2 separate regions of the Mus musculus genome follow, and region 2 is linked to region 1. Evidence: chromatin contacts called from public Hi-C data. All regions are on one chromosome and are shown on one strand. Each heading gives the region's core, a stretch centred on a gene start, on an enhancer-like site or on the middle of the called end of the contact. The rest is flanking DNA. Distances are from core to core; before and after follow the strand shown.

The links. Hi-C and Micro-C count contacts between places; a contact is called where the count stands out from the background.
Region 2: a contact with region 1 is called in a Hi-C map of liver, with 2.7 times the contacts expected there. The contact joins the enhancer-like site here to the promoter of Akr1d1 in region 1. A contact is called at or near these places in 6 of 39 promoter capture datasets (the 3T3-L1 cell line, embryonic stem cells, liver and 2 more), 1 of 15 datasets of contacts at CTCF or cohesin (the NIH/3T3 cell line), 7 of 484 Hi-C or Micro-C datasets (embryonic stem cells, liver and pancreatic cancer cells), 3 of 115 datasets of contacts at active chromatin or transcription factors (embryonic stem cells, kidney and liver) and 3 of 9 other capture datasets (adipose tissue, liver and pancreatic islet).

The regions. Positions count from the first base shown.
Region 1 is chr6:37,528,922-37,532,265 of GRCm38.p6, forward strand. Akr1d1 (aldo-keto reductase family 1, member D1) reads left to right here and starts at 1,252. Exons shown (of 9, transcript NM_145364.2): 1 at 1,252-1,416. The coding sequence starts at 1,324. It overlaps Gm33429 (a long non-coding RNA gene), which reads right to left and starts at 2,482. Exons shown (of 4, transcript XR_868980.3): 1 at 2,259-2,482; 2 at 1,633-2,149.
Region 2 is chr6:37,479,434-37,482,675 of GRCm38.p6, forward strand. No RefSeq gene overlaps it. Among named protein-coding and RNA genes, the nearest start is that of Gm33318, 39 kb to the left of the region's middle. Within about 2 kb of position 1,913, at least 26 of the 459 cell types and tissues checked have an H3K27ac peak or open chromatin away from gene starts, as enhancers often do. A contact at or near this core is called in liver, where this site is marked.

The sequences.
Region 1 (3,344 bases), core at 2-2,501:
CTTAGTTACTTCGTAGCCACCCTAGGCATCTGATTAATTAATGCAATGTTAACTTTCATTTCTTTTTCTTTTTTGTTTCTGGTTTCTCTGTGTAGACCTGTCTGTCCTGGAACTCGCTCTATAAACCAGACTGGCTTTAAGAGATTCCCCGGCCTCTGCTTGCCAATGTGTCTACCACCACCAGTGGGCCACTTGTAATGCCAGAATGTTCAAACTCAAGTAAATATTATTTATCATGACTTCAAAGTAAGAGATCATTGGTTCTGGTCATTCAACTGTCAAAGGGAAACTGTACAATGATTGCTTTAAGTGAAAAGATAAAGTGTGACGTACGGATGTGTAGGAAACTGTAAGCTCTATGTGCAGTTTCAGACATCTGTTGTGGACCTTGGAAACATATCTCTCATAGATAAATAGACTACTATACTAGAAAATGGTGTTTGGGGAGTTATTTAGGCTCAACGAAGGCATGAGAGCTATGGCCTCATGATTCTTACCATTAGAGATCCAGCCCCATCACCTCACTCCCAATATGGGCTAATTTCTTTATCGTTTAAGGAAATTGAGGGTAAATCTCTTATTTGCCAACAAATCCCCCCCCCCCCCCGGACAGAAACCAGGTAGATTGCTTTTCTTGAACAAACTGTTTTCCTTTGCAGGACACTAAGCATAACCCTTCAACAGGTTTACTAGTTTCAGGCCTCTGAGGATGTTCCAAACAAAAAACAAGTAAACAAATAACAACAACAAAAAACACTGCCGTACTGGCTGGTTTGTGTGTCAACTTGACACAGGCTGGAGTTATCACAGAGAAAGGAGCTTCAGTTAAGGAAATGCCTCCATGAGATCCAGCTGTGGGACATTTTCTCAATTAGTGATCAAGGGGGAAAGGCCCCTTGTGGGTGGCACCATCTCTGGGCTGGTAGTCTTGGTTCTATAAGAGAGCAGGCTGAGCAAGCCAGGGGAAGCAAGGCAGTAAAGAACATCCCTCCATGGCCTCTGCATCAGCTCCTGCTTCCTGACCTGCTTGAGTTCCAGCCTTGACCTCCTTTGGTGATGAACAGCACAATGGAAGTGTAAGCTGAATAAACTCTTTTTTCCCTAACTTGCCTCTTGGTCATGATGTTTGTGCAGGAATAGAAACCCTGACTACGACAACTGCCTAGAGTTTTCAGAGAGATTGAGAAATCTGTTTGTCTATCATCTTTCCCCACCCTGCTCCTCCTCCTAGTGCTCAGTTCTTTTATGCAATAGGCACCTTTTCAAATAATGTGCCTCTGCCCTGTTCAGAATCACCCCAGAAGCTTCAGATTCTTCTCTACGATGAACCTCAGCGCTGCACACCACCAAATATCCCTAAGTGATGGGAACAACATTCCACTCATTGGGCTTGGAACCTACTCAGATCCTAGACCGGTATGTATATATTCGTGTGTGTGTGTGTGTGTGTGTGTGTGTGTGTGTGTTTGGTGGTGGTGGTGTATGTTGCCTAAACCGATTTTAAATCAGAAGTCAAATTCTATCTGGCCACATTTTTATGTGACCATCCACAGAGTACAGGCTTCAAAGAGTAAAAATAAAGTCACAACATTTTAAGTCTGTGAGTTTGTGGAGAGATGCATTCATAGTCACCTTTGTCCAGATGTGGTCTGTTGGCTACAGGCTAGACTCATCTGTAAGCATGAGTCTATAGAAGCTTCCAGTATGAAGAGAGTGTCTTGCTATGTAGGCATCCTTACCTGTGGAAGCAGAGAAGGTGGAGTTTGGTTCTAGAACTATGCCTAATATCTGAAAACAGTGAAAGGAGAGGAACCACCATCACCACACAGAAGAGTTTCTGCATGGTTGTTTCCCTGAGTTGCTTTGATCCTGTGGTAATGCTGACTCTCAAGGTGGTGAACATCGTGAAGCAACAAGGGTGTCTTTGTGTTGACTGGGAAGCAAACTCCAGTTGAGGGTGTCAGAGGAGCGGCACTGGGGTCTTTATGCTGCCCATGTGTGATCATGCATACTTCCACTCCTCATCAACTACAAATCCCTCATTCCTTACCTTACGCTCCAAGCCTTTATAGGTTAGCCTTTATAGGTTAGCTGACTTGTCTATCCAGCCCATTAGCCACTCTCCGTACATGCAGATCATGACCTAAGGCTGGGGAGAGGCACAGTGGGTGAAGTGTTTGCTTTACAAAGGTGAGGATCTGAATTCACATACCGCTTCCCCACCCCCCATCCCCCACCCCCACTCCCCCGGCACTCACATAAAAAGCCAGGCATGGTGGCTTGTGCCTCTGACTCTAGCTCTATGTAGGGAATGACAGGCAGATTCCATTTCCTCATTGGCCAGCCAGTCTAGTCAAGACCTAGAACTCCAGATTCTCCTGTTCTTCCATAGAGTCCCCAAGCTTCACCTACTGTTTGACTGTGGATGTCTGCATCTGTCTGAGCTAGCTGCTGGGTGGAGCCTCTCAGAAGACAGCCGTGCTAGATTCCTGTCTGCAAGCATAATAGAGCATCATTAATAGTGGCAGGGATTGGTGCTTGACCATGAGATGGGTCTCAAGTTGGGCTGGCTATTTTTTAAAGATAGGGTCTTACACTGATCCTAGAGCTCACTAGCTGCTACAGTGGCCGACCAATGAGCTCCAAGGATGCTTGTCTCTGCTCCTCAAGCCAGCACTGTGGATACAGACTCACCCCTTCATGTGTAGCTTTTATGTGGGTGCTGGGGATCCAAGTTCAGGCCTTCAAGTTACTATGGCATGCAGTTTACCAACTGAGCCATCTCGAAGCCCCCTATAGTAAACTTTGAAGGGTCAAATCAAAGGATACCTCTTCCCACTCACAACATCCTAATTCCCACATGTTCACACATGGTCTCCTGTCCTACTGACACTCCATAATCTTTCTCACTAGCCTGAGAAGTTTATTAGAAAAGACCGTTGCTTGTTCAACTCTAGAGTCTCATGACAATGCCTTGTATGTAATGCTTGTTCAAATAGTGCTTATTAAACTAATGGAAAAGTTTGTGAGAGGGATGTGTACATTAGACAATATGGAGATATAAATAAATTTAAAAAAATAATAGCTAAAAGTGTTCTAAACACCTAACTATGTGCCTGGAACTCTGTGCATGTTTTGTAGCACATGCATTTTCTAACATAATCCTCACATTGCAAAGCCAATACCAGTTAAGCCCACTGACAGATGGGGAAAGAGAGATGAGCATAGAGAGACTGAACCCATCACTCCAGGTTAGACTGCCAAGGCCCAGGGTTGAAATGTGAGCCAATATCATTCATGTCCAGACCTTGGTCTCTGCACATTGCTTTGGCAATGCCGGTTAA
Region 2 (3,242 bases), core at 663-3,162, 49 kb before region 1:
TTGGATACCCTGAAGTCAGGCTACTCAGAAACAGGCATTTATATTTGTGATACTTTTATTACTTATTGTCATTTTGAAATAATACTAATTATATCATGTTCCCCTTCCCTGTCCTCTCTCCAACCCCTCCAACATATCCATCCTTGCTGTCATTCAAATTCATGCCCCCCCCACACACACACACACTAAGCATTGTTATACGGCTATATGTCCCGAAGTCTAACCTACTCAGTCTGAATAATATTACTTGTGTGTATATTTCCAGGGACGATCATCTGGGATCAGAGAACTAACCCGTGTGCTCTTCCCTGGGGAAGACCAGCATTCCTTAGATGCCCGTGGGGCTGTGACCTTAGTTTTTCTCTAGTCCACTTTAGCACGTCCATGGTTGTTGTATTTGTTCAGCTCGTGTTTAGGCAGTTAGATTAGTGAGGCTTTGTGGGTGTAGCTTTTGACTTTACTAGGAGACACAACTTCACAGCAAACTCCGTGGCCCTCTGGCCTTTATAGATGCAGGAGTTATTTTGTAGATGTATTCACTAGGATTGAGCTCCACAACTCTGCATTTTGATTGCTTGTGGGTTTTTTTTTTTTTTAATGATCTCCCATCTGTTGCAAAGAGAAGTTTTCTTATTTTTCTTATTTTTTTTTTTTTGGCAATTCTTCTACTGTTTTGCACAACTATCCTATCAATTTTCATTCCCAGTACCAAAGTACAAGGAAACTTACATCATCTCCAACAAATGTTGTCTTTTGTTGTTTGTATATGTCTTGGTTATTGAAATGCCAGCATCAATCTGAGAACCTCAGGCAAACATTTATCACTGAACTATGCCCTCATCTCTGATCTAATAGCCATTCTAACTGGTGTAAGCTGATATTTAATTTGGGACTAAATTCACATCTACTTGACAATTAATAATGTCAAAATTTTTGAGCTGGTCATTGTGTGTATTCAGGGCCTTTGTCCATTTGGGGGGGGGTCAGGAGGTGCTTCAGACAGGAGTTCTCTGTATAATAGCCCTGACTATCCTAGAACTCACTATGTAGACCAAGTTGGACTCCAACTTACAAAAATCCACCTGCCTTTGCCCCTCCAGTGCTGGGATTAAAGGTGTGCACCACTACTCGACCCTTTGCCCCATTTCTTAATTGTTTATGTTTAAAACTATAGTATGTTTCATTGATCCTGGCAGTTTCAAACATGAGAAGTGTGTCTTGATCATGTACACCCCAGCTCCCTTCCTCCTACCTGTTACTCTTCCCCTCTTCATGTTGTCTCCTGTTGTTGAAGCCCACTGAATCTGTGTTGCCTGTTGATCTTGTGTAAGAAGGATAGACACAGTAGTTTCATGGTGCAATGACAATGTCATGTCCCAAAAGACTGCACTTCACATTAATCCTCCAGTTCTGTTCCCCGAACCTTCATGGAGAGGGGTCAACGGTCAGTCACTTTTTCTCACCACTTTGATCAATTATGAATCTCCACATTAATTGATGATAACTGTAAAGAGGAACTCCTCTGGCCAAGGACAACAACAGCATTAATCCATACATGTAGAAGAATTTTAAGTAACATGGCTGCTCTGGCAAGGGCTCACATCCAAAGACCATATAGGTCTATGTGATCCAGATGGAATGATACACCTTCAATCCCCCTGGCTGGAATATATATCTTTAATCCCTCTGGCTAGAATACAGACACACATTTAATACATACATTTAATCCCAAACAATGACATTTAATTTCCGGGCAAACAAAGTGAAGAATCAGAGAAAATTTGACAAAATGAGTCAGAGATGAGATATGCCCAACTCTTACAAGAACAGACAGGAAACAGAGGCTACTTAAGAGCAGTGCAGGAAGTGGAGTTCAGTTGAGTTCAGTGAAGGTCAGGTAAATGCGGTTGAGTGTGTGCAGTTCCGTTCAGTTCCATTCAGGTCACACAGTCACTGCAATCAGCACAGTTCAGTTCATGAGGTTCAGAGGCAGTTTTTCCAAATAGAGCAATTCAGTTAGAAACAGAGAGAAGCCAATTTGAATTAGTCATCTTGGAAAGGAGTTGGAACCAGAACAGCAGAGTTGAACCAGCCAGCCAGAGTTCAGAAAGAGCTAGCAACGGTCATGAGTTTATTCAGCAGTTAGTCTCAGAGGCTGAAACATTCTAGGCCTAGGTTAGCAGATGGAGGCTGGAAGCTAAAGCCTTCAAGGTCTGGGCTTGGAGAAGATTAGATTCTATGGAGGCTAGGAGCTTCCAGGCCTAAGCCTAGGAATAGATAGAACAGAAAGAAATGTTCTGGGCTCAGCCTAAGCATTGTGTTCACACAGCTTAATTAAGGCTCTCATCTCATTACTTCATCATTTATACACACATATAAATATAAATTTGATTATTTATTTTCTTATTGTTGAGGTATATCTCCCATATATTAAATATTGAGTTCTTATGATAGTGGTTCTCAATGGTTGTGAGGTCACCACAACTTGAGGAACTGTATTAAAGTGTCATTGTCGTAGTGTGTAAAAGGGACCCAGATCTCAGTAGGCACATAGACCTTAGCACAACTGACTTCATAATGGAACTACCATTCAGGCTGTAAAACTCAGCACATAGACAGCATCCCTTGCCAAAACTAAAACAAAGACCTAATCTATCAAAGTCCATATAGTTCTGGGAACGTCTCAAAATATACTAACTAGTTCTGGGAACATCTCAAAATATACTAACTTTTTTTTTTTTTAGTTTTTATAATTCTTTGTCTGGCTAACTGTTCTTCTTAGCTGAAGTATGTCAACCCAGAACATGTGTTTTGTACTTGAAAGATCATCCTGAGAAAGGCCTAGTGCTACATTGATATCCTGAGGACCCAGTGTAGCTGCTAACTAGTTAATAAGGACTTCTGTTGGCTTTAACCCATGTGCATGAAGTCTTCTCTTGTCTCGTCCGCTCTCAACCAGCAAGAACGACACGACCACCAGTCCTTCTAACAGCAGTTTATTCAGCAAACTTCTGTCTTCATCTCTCTCGCTTCATCTTTTTCCTCATCTTCCTCTTTCTCTCTCTCCCTGACCCGGGCCTCTCACTCTTATATACTCTCAGCCCTCATCCACTCAGGGCAGGCCACGTCACCTCACCAGGCACACAGCTTCAGCTAATCAGGGCAGCAGGGGCATGTCTCCACCAAAATGGATTCGCCAGTATCCTGGTGCACCTGCGCAGCTCTTACGATGGTTGTGGCTT